Linked DNA regions of Drosophila melanogaster: region 2 is linked to region 1. Evidence: chromatin contacts called from public Hi-C data. All regions are on one chromosome and are shown on one strand. Each heading gives the region's core, a stretch centred on a gene start, on an enhancer-like site or on the middle of the called end of the contact. The rest is flanking DNA. Distances are from core to core; before and after follow the strand shown. Region 1 holds the start of mys (myospheroid). Region 2 holds the start of CAH3 (Carbonic anhydrase 3).

What was found. Hi-C and Micro-C count contacts between places; a contact is called where the count stands out from the background.
Region 2: a contact with region 1 is called in a Hi-C map of the Kc167 cell line, with 2.1 times the contacts expected there. The contact joins the promoter of CAH3 here to the promoter of mys in region 1. A contact is called at or near these places in 3 of 107 Hi-C or Micro-C datasets (the Kc167 cell line, the S2 cell line and embryo).

The regions. Positions count from the first base shown.
Region 1 is chrX:8,058,236-8,065,843 of dm6, forward strand. It overlaps mys (myospheroid), which reads left to right and starts at 3,410. Exons shown (of 7, transcript NM_080054.3): 1 at 3,410-3,490; 2 at 5,605-6,224; 3 at 6,298-6,526; 4 at 7,213-7,297. The coding sequence starts at 5,723. It also overlaps a transcript of fs(1)h not described here.
Region 2 is chrX:8,677,834-8,685,441 of dm6, forward strand. It overlaps CAH3 (Carbonic anhydrase 3), which reads left to right and starts at 3,419. Exons shown (of 5, transcript NM_001298094.1): 1 at 3,419-3,995. Rubicon (rubicon,) reads left to right here. Exons shown (of 4, transcript NM_001272419.2): 2 at 58-1,934; 3 at 2,003-2,156; 4 at 2,235-3,079. The coding sequence ends at 2,429.

The DNA.
Region 1 (7,608 bases), core at 2,160-4,659:
TTAAGCTCTTTTTTACAACTAAATCAGAAATCTGTCTTACGTCCAAACAAATAAATAAAGGTCAACAGTTGTAGCAGGAAAAATAAACATCGTTTTTATTTACCTCGCAAGCCTAAAGCTCATTCACCAAGCACTCAACTCATTAATTAAATATTTTTATTTCTGTCCTGCTTAAAATCCATGCACTTGAACTACGGGCAAATATATCAATTTTATTTAAATAAATAAAATTCTCAAGTGAAGCACACTCACTGGCACACACACATACTAACGCACGCTCTCGACTGAAAGTTGCAGCTGCTCAGGCGTGCGGTAGAGCGAGACAACAGTAGGGGGCTACGTAATACGTAGCCAAATGCAAATATGGCGGCATGTCGCCGTCCATGTGTGTTTGCGTTCGAGTGTGTGTGTGTGAAGTGGCATTCGGACGAGGAGAGCATTTGTTGTTGTAGGTTTTAGTGCCATCGTTGTGTATCTGCAAAAAGAGCGAGCGAGCGAGAAAGAGGGAGCGGGTCTGATAAAGAGTCATGGGATGGAAGGGGGTGGGAAAGGGGAGCTGCCTCTAGGTTAATAAATCGTGCTAATAGTGGCACGAATTTAAAGCCGGTTTACATGGCAACATGCAGCAAATGCAGAAGCCGAAGAAGAAGCAGAGGCATCAGAAGAAGCAGCAAAAAACGAAGAGCAAAGCACCAAAAAAGCATCAATGAATTTGAATTCACAGCTAGGGAGAGAGAGAGTGAGAGAGCCGCCGCACCGCAATCGAAATTTTGCGCTTATTTACGATAAACATATCTTCAATTTAGCGCCCGACAAGTAAACAAACAAATTGCGTTTGCCTATTTACGCGCCAACCAGCAAAGTGCAGCAGCAACAACAATTGAACACAAACGAGAGCGAATAAACGAAAATCCTAAATGCCGGTAAAAAGTACATATGCAGATATATGCGATTTATAGAAAGAGAGAAATGGAAATTGGGAGAGGGCGCGAAGTCATTTGCCATTGAATATTATGATAAAATATAGGAAATCTGTGGGATGCACAGATACTATTTATTTATAGTGAATAATATATATGAATAATATTCACAGTATAAAGGAAAATCTCTCAAAATATAAAAGTGAAACGAACAAATCTTTCCAACAAATCACATCTTTGGGAATGTAAATAGTAAACTAGATTAGTTTATTTATTTTTATAATAATCATTTGGACTGCTTTGCTTTCAAAAACGATATGATGTTGCATTCGAGTTAAAAGAAATCTAGGATCAGTAGAAGTAGCAGATTAATTCGAAATCACCCTGGGAACATTTGGTATCTCAGTTATTGCACAGTTAAATTGTAAATAAACATGGAATGCATCGTTTTCCCAGGCCACGGGGAAAAAAGGGTTGTTGCGGCAGTTGAATAAATCCGGGGAAAAGCAGCTGTCGTGTCGAAATTTCCCTCCATTTTGCCGGGTTGCTGACCCCTAAGCAAATACTCGAAAACTAGCAGAAAATGCAAAGTGTCCTTGGGGCAAACCGAAGAGGCGCGCTCTTGTGTCGTTTTCCACTGTGCGAAGGTGGGCGGCTAGTGGTGGAGGAGGCGGGGGTAAACGCCACGTGCGCTGCACTTTTTAAACTTACTTTTCCTTTGGATTTTATCGTTCTTCTTTTCTTTTTGTTGTTTCGTTAAATCCACTCGTTCTGTTACTGTTTATTCGCTATTATGGGCGAATATATGTATATATCCGAATGACTTTTGATTTTGGCTTTGTTTATGGCCGCGCTGCCGCTGGATGTTGATTTTGTCTTAGCCAAGTTTAGCTTGTCGGTTTTGTTTGTTGTTGTTGCTGAATTGCGTTGTTGCTATTGTTGCTGAATTTTGAATTGAACATATACAACATACAGATTGTACACGATTGTTAAAAAGTTGCAACTGTAAAAATAAAAACAAAAAATATTGGTCACATCGGGCACTATTTTTTTTCTCGAGATTTTTGGATTTGCGCGCGCCAGAGAATGAGTGTGGCGTAAAGAGAGGGAGAAAGAGTAAAATCCCCAGCGACAAATGTAACGTAACCCACAACGTAAGCGTCTTCTGTACGTCACCACGCTACGTAGGCCACGTAACGGTATGCTAACGTTACCGACGGCGCCGCAAAACCGCAAAATCAAAAAATACAATAACAAAATCGACAAAATTATAGATTTTCAATGTGCACGTCGGTTTCTTTTTGCTAGCGAAAATCAACTAGCGCTAGTATATTTTGCTTTTGTTTTTTCTCATTTCGAGTGAAACTTTTCGCGCGCTTCTGCGTGTGTATTCCTCTTTTTTCGTTTTTTCTTCTTTTATTTGTTAATATTATTCACTTGGTGACTACACACGTTCATGCTCATGCCCCCTCACTCGACACACACACGCACACACACTGACGAACGTTTCTGCTTCTTGCTCCTCTTTCGTTCGCTTTTGTTCCACCACCGAAAAAAATGAAAAAAAAAATTTGTCATGTCCATTGAAGTCTCACATTTTTCAAATGCATTTTTTGGCGCTAAAATCTTATAAATTTCAACATTTTTCCATTCGCATCTGATCCCCCGCAATTAGCACTCCACTTCGAACACAAATTTATATAATTTTTGCCATTTTTTACCACAATTTTTAGTAATTTCTACACACCGATATATACGTACGCGCTACGATTTTTCGACAAACGCGCGAGTTTCTTCTGAGTCGCCATCAAATATACAAAATTTTTTTTCGAAATTACTGAAAATGCGAATACACACGCACACATGGACAGCCGACGGGCACGAGGCGCACGCGCTTGGTACATGCGGCTATGCCGCTCTAACGCACTGCTTTTATTGATAAATCGAGAGCGGGACAGCTAGAGCTACCGGCCGAGAGAGAGCATGTGAGAAGAGCGTTCTGTGCGAGTGTGTGTGATAGAGAGAGCCAGAGAGCAAAGTAGTCACACATACTCTCGCAAACTCATAGTGGCTTTCGTTCTCTCCTTTTCTCAACCATTTGCACGTACTTTTAGCTTTTTCATATGGCTATTTGGGAAATTCACCAGCAGTTTACACTTATGCTGTTGTTAGTTTTAATCCATTTATACTGGTAGAACGTAGATTCGTCGGCTACTTTACATTAATTTCGTAACGTAAGCGCAACAAAAACAAGGCTGTCATCGATATAAGCAGGCGTTTTTGTCTGAAACTATCGTGCAATAAGTGACTCCGATAACCAGAGTTCCTTTACGTGTTTCTCGATTACTTATCGGATTGTGTTTGCGAGCACAAATGTCTCTTTTAGCGGAGACACAGTCCTCCAAAACTGTGCAACACTGTTCCTAGGCTCGGTGTGACCAGAGCTATTTAACAACACTGGCGAACATCGGATGGCAAATATCGAAAGAACATTGACTGTTGTTCCACCCCCTGCTGACACCATCTGGTAACACTGAACAACAGACCAGATCCGCGGACAAAGCAAAGCAGTAAATATTAATTTAATCCAAATCCAATTCCCGACACCAATTGGCGGCCTTCAGCTGCTGCTTCTGCAGTCGAATTGTATTTTTTTTTTTGGTTTTTCGTGTCACCCGATAAGAGTTAAATTCGCTGATCTAGCGAATAACGGTGGCAAGTAATTGTAATAACTGCGTGTGTGCACAGTGCTAGTGTTTAGTGTGCGAGTGTGTGCGTGTGAGTGGGAACTCCACAAGTGTGCGAGAAGGCAAATCAAAATAAGAAAAGTGCCGCCCTGATGGAAATTAATATCGCGAATTATCAGCGAAAACGCAGCGAAAGTTAAGCCAAAGTGCTGCGATTAATCAGATAGCGGGTGAAATAGTGGGTATTACGTAAGAAATCAATGGATTCCGGGCTGCATTTGCCCAAAAAAAGAGGAAGCAATATCGAAGCGCTACTTTTATCTCCTCTTTTTTCGATGATTTCATTCGCAGTGACGACACACAGGCACGCACACACCGAACGCCGTATCTGTGTGTGGGTTGTTTGTTGAGCTAAAAAAAATAATGAATCCTCACGATACATTCACTCGTTTCATTTTTTTTGTTATTATTATTCATCATATTTATTTATTTCTTTGAGTGTGCATATCGGCGACTTCGCGACGCCAATTGCTGATTACGCCCCCTCCCTTTTCAGTGCAACTTCCCCACCCCGGAGATCTTGCACTCGAACTAAAAATCGAGTAGAGTACGTAGGCAGAAGCGAAAAGAGCGTACAAAAATCAAGAGCTCAGTGGCAGCAGCAGGAATTTGTGTTTGTCAGGGGATTGCCCAGATTTTCGGGGTAATTGTCCACTTTATAAACAGCCAACCGAATTTGAAACCAACTGTAACTGGAAGTAAAAACCAATTTTACCAAAGCTATCAAAAAAAAAACAATAAAAAAAATGAAATCCTCTGCGCGCCGCTGGTTTAACCAGTACGCCCACATGTGGGCGGCCCAGATGTGCCTCGTTTTTGGCCCAATGGCTGTGGGCGTCCATCCGTGGTTGAAACTATGCGCTGCAGATGCTGTTTACTCAGGCGGTTTATAGTATTACGAATTTGCTAGCTAAAAAACTGATTAAAACTACTACTAAGTGCACAACTCATAACTTTGATATGCTGTGACTGGGTGTATAAATGATAATCGAATGAAATTATTCAATCCAAGGGTATATAAACATGGGCTTAGTCGTTTTTAGTTTGTTTTCCTTTCGGCACACGATCTGCTGCAAATCAAGCTCTGTGGTGTGTTAGTGTTCGTTGTGTTGTGTGTGCGTGGGCGTTTAAAAATAGCCGACCAACACAACACCCATACGTATACGTAATCTGCAGCCCTTTTTTTTCCGTTCCGTGCATATGGAATTTTGATTTGAGTCTTGAGTGGCTTGGAGTGAGTGATTCATGTGGCTTTAGGCGGAAAGGAAACCCAGCGAAGCTGACTCAATGACCACTCATTGTTCGTTCGGCCTTTGTTTACATTTTGCCAGGAGCCAAGAGAGCGAGAGAGCGTGCTAACGGAACGTGCTCGAATGAGTAATTCGCATTGCATTTGACGTTTATCGAAAGCTCTCTTCCTTCCGCTTTTTTCCTTTTCTTTTCGGAGGCCAACAAAAAAAAACAACAAAAGCACGCAGGCACGCACACCCACACACAAGTTCGTACATCAATCGCTTGGTGTGTGTGTGTGTTTGTGAGATGAGTCATCTGGCCAAGTTGATGAGAAAATAAAATTAAACATTAAGGTAGAGCGAAAGAAACAACAAAAAAAGGGGACAGATGTGCGGCCATTTGCTGTTGTTTGTTGTTGCAATAAAGAAAAAAGCAGGGCACGCGGAGAAAGCAGTGCTCGACAAGCAGTGCAGTCAGCAGCTGGACTTTTACGTACACCGGCGTTCGTAAAAATTGCAGCGAAATCGAAGAAATCAAATTGTGTCTTAAAAATAAATGAAAGATTAAGGCATATAAAAAAAAATAATATAAAATATGTAGCATTAGAAATATAAGTGAACCAGGAATGGCTTTTATAATAATTTCTGCCCCTTACTTAACATCTAGTGCTAAATCCAACAATTTTAATTCACTTACCATTGCAGCCGGCGCACAGAAGCGACAGAGACAGAGCACACACAGCACCTGGCACATCCAAGGATATCCGATCCTCCTGCATCCCGAATCATCCACAACCTGCACCAACCGCTAACCGCCAAAGCCATGATCCTCGAGAGAAACCGGAGGTGCCAGCTGGCCCTCCTCATGATCGCAATACTGGCCGCCATCGCTGGACAAACGGATGCCCAGAAGGCGGCCAAACTGACGGCAGTGAGCACATGTGCATCGAAGGAAAAGTGTCACACCTGCATCCAGACAGAGGGTTGCGCCTGGTGCATGCAGCCGGACTTTAAGGGCCAGTCGCGGTGCTACCAAAACACCAGCTCACTGTGTCCGGAGGAGTTCGCCTACAGTCCGATAACAGTTGAGCAGATTCTAGTGAACAACAAACTAACGAATCAATACAAAGCTGAACTGGCGGCTGGTGGCGGCGGCTCCGCCATGTCCGGCAGCAGCTCAAGCTCCTACTCGTCGAGTTCGAGCTCGTCGAGCTTCTACTCGCAGAGCTCCTCGGGATCCAGTTCCGCCAGCGGATACGAAGAGTACTCTGCCGGCGAAATTGTCCAAATCCAACCGCAGTCCATGCGACTCGCATTGCGCGTCAGTGAGTAGCAAACGATTGCATCATCCATGTGACCTACAAACTAATCCCTTACTTGCTTATCAATACACCTTAGATGAGAAACACAACATCAAGATTAGCTATTCCCAGGCGGAGGGATATCCGGTGGATCTCTACTACTTGATGGATCTCTCCAAATCTATGGAGGACGACAAGGCCAAATTGTCTACGCTGGGCGACAAGTTGTCCGAGACCATGAAACGCATCACCAACAATTTCCATCTTGGTTTCGGTTCGTTTGTGGACAAGGTGCTCATGCCCTATGTCTCGACCATTCCCAAAAAGTGAGTATGACCTACATAAATGTGAAGGAAAACCATGAATTGGAAATAGTTCTACAAATTTTGCTGATTGAAGATGATGCCAGATGCCGTCAGTTGATGGTGCATTTCTTTAAGGCCTATTAAATTATTGTATTTATATATTATATTATACAGCGTATTTGACTTGTTAAAATTATGATTTGTCTATTGTAGCGTACAATAGCCCCTCTAGTCATGACAATGTGCTTATGATTCAAATAGCGAATCAAATTAAGTTTATTTTTAAGTGATGCTACTTTCCAGAAACTCTGCAATAGTCATATCCTATTTGTCAGCGCTTTTGCAGGCAGCACTGCCGCTTGACTTTCGAAAAAAAAAAAAAAAAAAACTCAAATTGATAATGATTGATAAAATTGATAACACCATCACCTTATCAATATAGAATTCCAAAACAATTTCCTCTTGCTAACTGTAGAACGAAATACATAAATTCCTAACCCATTGGCTCTATAAAATTGAAAGTGCAGCTCAACATTCTGTGTATCCCAATGCTGCTCTATATGTTTAATTTTGAGCTAATTTTATCTAATTTAACATACCACATACAGCCGCTAACTTTGTTTAATATTTATATACTTACAACCAAACCATGAACGAACACCAACAAAACAACATCAACGCTCGACGGAATCGAATCGAATCCATAGACTCGAGCATCCATGCGAAAACTGCAAGGCTCCCTATGGTTACCAAAATCACATGCCACTCAACAATAACACCGAAAGCTTCTCTGTAAGAGACGATTAATGTATACTGCACCCGTATAAACCCATCCACCTAATTGTGCCTGCTCCCATATCGATATCAAATATCAAATAGATCAAGATCCGTAGGATTTACATATGTGCATGTTTCCCCATTATCCCATTTGCTGGCCCTATCCCATCCATTGCACCTTCTAGTTTAAGTACTATACCTAAGTGTTTGTCTATAGTTTTTTGTGTTGTACGCTGCCGGATCGGGTTATCGCTGATCAGCACATTTTGACATTTTTATCCTCCACTCTCTATATAGCGTATAGCATATAGCCCATAGCATATAGC
Region 2 (7,608 bases), core at 2,169-4,668, 620 kb after region 1:
CCATTGTTTTGCAATCGAATTGTATTTATGCAACGCCTCACTCTCCATTCTTATCAGTTGCAGCCCGTGGAACTTCGCCGACTGGCGGACGACTTTGAGTTTCTGCTGGCCAGTGCGGGAAAACAGCAACAGCAGACCAAACCGCAGCCTTATCGACCGGATTACGCCGCCCGAGACAGTGCGTCAATGGTCAACGGAGTCGAGGAGTTTCTCGGCGAGTGGACTACCCGCTGCCTGCGTGCCCGTTGCCTTTCGCAGTGCCTGCAGACGCTGGTCTCCGATCCGGAGCTAATGGAGCTGTACTATCCCAGCGAGGAAGCCTTCCTGCGACGATCCGGTGATGCCACCGCCTTGTTCGTTTGCCTAACGGCTGTCCAGCTCAATCAGAGCGGACTGCTAAGCCAGCTGGAGGTTAGGCATCAGGTGCGCCACCGACGCACTTGCTCACAGCCGAACTTTAGCATATCGCCCAAACTGCAAGCGGTGCCGGAGGAGAGACTGCAGAAACGCATCTTCCTGCGGCGATTGAAGAGCCTACCAAATTTAAGTCAGGAGGACGAGGAGCTGGACGATAGAGCAGCCTTCAGACGGCGTTGCCAAACATTCAGCAGCTCCAGAAGCCACAAGCTGAGGGAGGATCACTTGGATGCCCCATCTACCAGTTCTTGTTCGTCCCACGACAGTCCCAGACGCATTCAGCTGATCAACTGTGATGACATAAAGATCTGGACCGACCAAACGCCCCAGGAAGTGCCAGAGGAGGTGCACGAAAAGTTGCAACAGGCATCCAAAGCGTCCACGTCAGTGGGCGGCTATCTGGGCAGCTTCTTCGGCTCGCCGCCTCTCTATACCAGTTGGTTTCATCGCGGCGTCGGCGACGATCTGAATGCCTCGGGAGATGGTGGTATGTTGGACACCTTCCTGCCCGTGAACGGTCGAAAGCTAAAGAAGCAGCACACCCTCTTCGAGGGCGTCAGCATGCTGGACGAGGCGGCATCCTCCACAGCCTGCATCTCGTCGGCACCATGGGATATTCAAGGATCAGCCGGCGACAGTACCACTTCCACAACAGCGTCCAGTTCTGTGAGCATTACGCCCGGCAGCGATAAGATGGACCAGCAATCGCTGGCCTCCTTCCTGCAAATGTCCCGGCAAACGCACAACAATACACAACTGGAGAAGGAGAACGCTCACTTCAGGATTTCGGAGGCCTGCATTACGGCCATAGAGCACGTCAAGTGGAGCAGGAGACTGGCGACACCAGCGGGTCCGACGAGCCATAATCTGTCGGAGCCGAATTTGATGCCCTATGCAGAGCAGATTCCCGGCGGCGGCATGCAGAATCACAGTGCTGAGGCCGTGGGTCTCCAGCTAATATCCCGCTTCAGTGAGCAGCAGCTACCCCGTTTGGGCCATCTCAAGTGGCTGGTCTCCGAGCAGGAGGCACCGCAACAACTGTTGCCGCTGCCCACGCCGAAACAGGATCATGAGCAGGCCAGTCTGACCAGAGGCACCTCCAGTTGGGCGCCGCCGCGTCAGCAGATCATATTCACCGAACATCCCTCGGAGAGCCGATCCAAGGTGCTGCAAAAGCAGAATCATCGCTGTGCCGGCTGTGGAATGCGGGTGGCCAAGCACCTGCAGCAGCACTTTCGCTACTGCACTTACCTGGGCAAATACCTGTGCACCGGCTGTCATCGCAATCAGATTTCTGCGATTCCCGCGAGGATTCTGCGCTCCTGGGACTTTCGCTGCTATCCAGTCTGCTCATTTGCCTACCGTCTAATCGAGCAGATGTACGCCTTTCCGCTGTTCCACGTCCCAGATCTGAATAGCCAACTGTACAAGCACAAGGAACTGGCGAAGGCGAGAAAGAGGAGGCTGCAACTGCAGGCGGTCAAGGGATTCATAGCCAACTGTCGATTTGCAACGAGGTAAGTGGGACAGTAAAGAAACAAAGCGTTCTATGCAATCACTTCTTTTATGTCTTCCTCTTGTGCAGGGAGCAGTCATTCTTCAATGCCATTCCGGCGCACATTACCCAGGATCCGGACATGTGGTCCATGTGCGATTTCGTTGACGTGCAAAATACCAGCATGAATCGCTCCATCAAGGAGGTGATCGCACTGAGCGAACAGCACGTCCACAACTGTGTGGTTAGTAGTCCGAAATGGGATGGCTGAAAGCACCATTCATTGATCGTTATTTGATCTTATATCTTACATATATTTCAGCTATGTACAGGTCGTGCCTTCGTCTGTGAGCACTGCAAGGGCGGTGAGCTCATCTATCCGTGGCAGCGAAAAGTCCAACGCTGCGATCGGTGCGGTGCCTGCTTCCACAACGGCTGCTGGAAGGTCAGGAGTCGGTGTCGCAACCAAAACGATCCTTGTCCCAGGTGCTCCCGCCTTCAAAGCCGTGCCAGCTAACATCCGATCAAAGAAAATCGAAGGGCAGGATAGGAATTGGCGAAGAAATGTAGTGAAATCCACTTTCGCCTCGGAAACTGTATATACAAAATTTGGTTTTGGCGATAGGAATTTGTTTTTTTTTTTTTTTGTTTTTTGTTTTTTGTAATTCGCATAGTTTTTAGAGTTAGGCCTTTTTTTTTTTGTAAATCCAAAGTTGCTTATTCGTAAAGGTATTGCTGAATATATAACATGTTGCTTTCCGTAAGTAATTTGTTTATAAAAAATCTCTTTTAGGATCCATTTGCTTCTAAACGAAACTAGAACCAAATTGAAACATCACTTATTTGCCTGGAAAAAGACGAATTTTTATTTAAGAAAGTATTATTTAAAAAAAGCTTGCTTATTATTAAATAACAAATAACATGTCACATACACACTAAATATTCTAAAAATATGTTAAAAAAAAAAAAACAAAAACGGATATTTAACCTATAGTTTCCGAGGTCGAATTCACACTTCCCCCTAGTGATTTTATATATTTACATAACAACTATTATTATATTTATACAACTACTGTAAATAACCATTTAAATTACCAAAACTGTTATGAGAATCGTTTACCTCAAGCGAAAGATGTGAACCCATGTTGATTTTATACATACATATATAACAAATACGATACGAATAGTTTGTTCATCCTATATTTTTCTCGCTGGGAGGCATTATTATGTGAGTCATGGAGGGGGGAACCCCCACTGTAAAATGTTTATTGGCTCTGTAGATAAAAAATGTTAAAATTTTTAGTTTTTTAAAGATTTAAATGGGTGAAGTATGGAAAACAAAGTTCCCTTACAAAATATACATTCCATATAAAACGTTTGGAGCAATGGCAAAATAAAGCAGGAAGTTTTTAATAATTATGGAAATAAACTGTAAAATCTGAAAAATTGAAATTCCTAGAAACCGCTAAAAAAAAATGTTTCCATTCTGGGAAGAACCAGTTCTTTGGTATTTTGCCGAACGCGTTAGTGTTTCTGTATGAGCCGGGTGTACACGTCATTAAATTACGAACTAAAATTAAGTCTAACAAAATAATAGCAGTTGGAAAAGTGCATAGCCTAATTGTACATTCTTTTAGAAGATCCCTTGGCCAAACAAATTCGTTTCAATAGCAAACTACGTTATAACTACCCGATGCATCGCACACGAATCTCGAACTGCAACTAGTTCGTGATTTTTGCACCCATAAACTTCGGAATCGGAACCAACGAACCGCAATGGACGCGAAGTGAACCATGGGTTTATTTTATTAGTTACCAATCGCAATTCACTCTGCGCGCATTGAATTTTCGTTCTGGAATTGAAATTAATTCGCTTCGAACTTCGCGTTTAGCGTTCGTACACGGTTTTTGTTCTTGTTTTTTTGCGCAGTGCGTGTGTACATGTGTGTGGTACTTGTGTGCGCGGCGGCAAATGCGAAATTACAAGCATAAATAAATGCCGTCGATTGTTTGCTAATTAGCTATCGGCGAATATCGGGAAAACGAGCGGAGAACGGCAAATAGGCGAAAACTAAATCAACAGGTAAATATTGCCAGCGAAATAGGAAGATGGCACAAAAACTTCCGAAACTTCGCTCTTCCTCTTCACGCCACACACACACATGCGCAAATTAGGAGTGCTCGTGTGTGTGTGTGTGTTCGCTATTAAAAATGTCTGTCGCCGCTAACGGAAAAAAACAAACACTTAAAAAGAAACAACAACAACGCCGGCCGCTTGTCCCAAAAATCACAAAAAAAAACACCCAAAAACGAAATGCAAATGAATGAGCAGGGAAGAGAGTGTAAAGAAGAGCACATAGAGCGGCGAAAGAGCGACCGAGATAGCGGCTGTCTTTACACATATTGTCTTTGCTCCCGCAGTTAATCATAATTTTACAACCCCTCTCCCTTCTACCAGAAATAGATGAATGTCCACGTGAATTTCACACTTCTTCCACCCCTCTCGCTCCATCACAACGTCCATGTGAAGGTCAACTATGACCCTGGACTTGGAGCAAAAACAAAAATATTGTATATTATTGATTTGCTTCACTTTTTTTCCGCTTCTCTTGCGGTTTCTTTTCCTGCTTCCATGCCATTGCAAAAAGAGCAATCAGAAAAACAGCTGATTGAGGCTAAACTTGAAATACCCTATAATTACAGGGTACATAGAGTCGGGTACATAATGTCGCGTGACAAGCGACACTAAGAACGAAAAAAGAGAAGAATAGGGAGCATAGATTGGCAAGATAGCGCCATCTGTTGGGCATGCAAAACATGCGTAGATGTAAACAAAAAATGATATTAATCAAAAATAAAGGGTATCCTTTAGATCCTTTGATTTTATGAACTCTTCCTCAAACCCTAGCATTGATCTTGTACACTTCAAAAATAAGCGTATTTATAACGAATATTTACCATACTATATACCACTATGTATGTTTTTTTGTTTACATTTTATTCGACTGTTTGTCAACCAATTGCAAATTGATATTTGTTGCATAAAAATAGAACGCTCCGCATTTAATTAAACCCAATGATACGCATACATGTGTACTTAAGTACAAGTACTACCTTTCCCGACCTACTATTACCCCACCTTCGACTATCGTCGGCTTTGAGTCGTTAGGACACGTGTTATTTGGTCGATAGCTGGCTCCTGTTGCTCCTTCTGTCGCCTAGCCAAACGTTGGCTTGCCCATATGAAATGCCAGTTGGGATGGCCAGTTGGATAACGCATTGGATTTGATGGCTGGATGAGGTCATATAAGGCTGAGAACGTAGCTGTCGTTACTGGAACTCCTGTTCCGGTCTATGGCACTCTAAAAAAAAAAAATGGAGCTGAACCCCACCCAGACCTAAATGAAAAGCTCTTCTCAATTAATACAACCTGAAGTGATGCGGGAACGTGGACAGGCAAATAATTCCATGGTTCATCTTTCGCCAAACGTGCTACTGTATTGCCAGCATTTCGTCGAGTAGTTCTGTGTTTTGTTGACTTATTTGCTCAATGGGGCCATCGGTCAATGCAATTACTTAAGCACACTTATTTATTGCGGAGTAAGCCGCTCCGACCGGCTTATGTACATACATACTACCCGTACGAACAATACATGTATGTACATAGCTACATGACCATTTCACGGTCACTTGCAACCGCATAAATTGCGCTGATTCCACACCATTCCAGAGACATGGATCCGATCCGATCCGATTCGATTCGAGTCGATCTCATCCGGGGGAACAAGTCCCGTGGCTGGTGCGATAAGCTCCAATTCGGATACGATGTCAACTAAGTGAAACTGCTGACGTTTTCGGTTCGACATCATCTCGATAGGGGATAGATATACTTACTCTGCTAACTGTAAATAAGTATGTTCGAAATGCTTAAGTGCAAAAAACTTGTTCAATTCTCATGGGTAACTTCACTTATCGCTGAGCTTTGAACCTTTGAAAATGCCCATAATGCTTGCATTGTAAAATATAAAGGATAGTGATTCAAGTTGTATGACGCTAGATGGAATTTTTTATGTCATTTTTTAAGTAATTTTTTAAGTAATTTTTTAGTATGATTCAAGACCGATGACAATAGTTTTCATATCATTTATGACACAATATCTTTATCAAGTTTAAATACATTCGAATACGAATTATTCTAGTAGCTTCGTTCAAACCTACGCTTTTTGCACGAAAATGGAATTTGACAGTGCTCCCGATTCGTATCGGAAATCAAAAGTCAATTGATAGTGGAAACATGACTGATTGTCATGTTTAGTTTTTTTTTTTTTTATCTGGTCGAAACCGCCTAACTCCGGCCACGCCCCTAATCCCGCGCCCAGATCGCAGCCCCTCCTCCAAGGCCACCGGTGACGCGTTGGAGGCACTTGAATCAATCCGCCACTTGAATTCGGCTCCGTTAATTTTCCACCCATCGAATCCCAACCGCCTGCCACCTTATCAATAGCCGAAAATATATAAAAAAAAAAAAAAAAAATAGAAATCCACTCTCCACTCTATGCAAATTCTATCATAATGATAACTCAAATAGCGGCGACCGGTCTATAAATACGATTCCCCCCTTTGTGTTTACCCATCATTAGTTGTGTAATTTTATGCAGATAGTAAAAAAGTTAGGCGAGATAAGCATTCAGTGCCAGTGCAGTGGAAACGAGGATATAAACTATTTCTAATCTGGGAACACGTTTAAGTTAGAAAACCAGCACAATCAGAAATAAAGTTTGAATCCGAATTCGGAAAGAGTCGTCGCAAGAGTTAGGAACAAATTCGGGATGCAGGGATGCACCAGATGGCACAAGATGATCTTCAACTTTAATATTCTCAACTTGCTGCAACGAATTTTAGCAGGCACTGTGCGTCTGGAGTATCAAATAAATACAAGATAAATGGAAAATGGATGTCAGAGAAGTACGAAAACATCATATATATTTGGATAAGATAAGGCCAAAAGCATCAGGTGCTCTCATGTGTCACACAGAAAAGCCAGTGCGAACTGGAAAGAGCAAGTTGCTCCCATTAGTTGTGTGGGTGCATACGATATACAGTTGAGAATAAATACAAAAAACTGAAAGTAAAATGATAGAATTGGAATTGGGATTAATAATGACAAATTAACAGCCGAATTAATATCCGAAAAAAATGTATTTAACTAAGAGAATTGAATCATCTGATTAGCGAAACATGAGTATAAATGTAAGATAAGATAGAGTCGAAATTCCTTAGCTGGAAACTATTGGAAGAAATCAAGAATCACGTGAGGAGAAGCGATTGAGTTTCATATACTAGGCCATGTAACAAATACATGCCTATGTACATACATATCAGTGACGTCGGAAGCAAAGTGTTAAGTTTAATAATCAGATATCAGATAAGCTATTCGATCGATTTATAATGCCAACACATCCAAAGTGCTGCAAAGGCCAACGAACAGTGCAAACTCAACATTTGGCTGAGTCAATCCGTTCTGGAAGTCTCTGGTGACCACCAAACTGAGGAGTATGGATCGGAATCGAATCGAATCGAGGTCGCGGATCGTCTTGGAACGGATTGGCAGTCAAGTCGGAGTTATCTGGAAATAATGCTTTCGTTGCGATCGCCTGCCGATCGTTTATTCCAGTCGCCCCATTATGTCTGTCGTA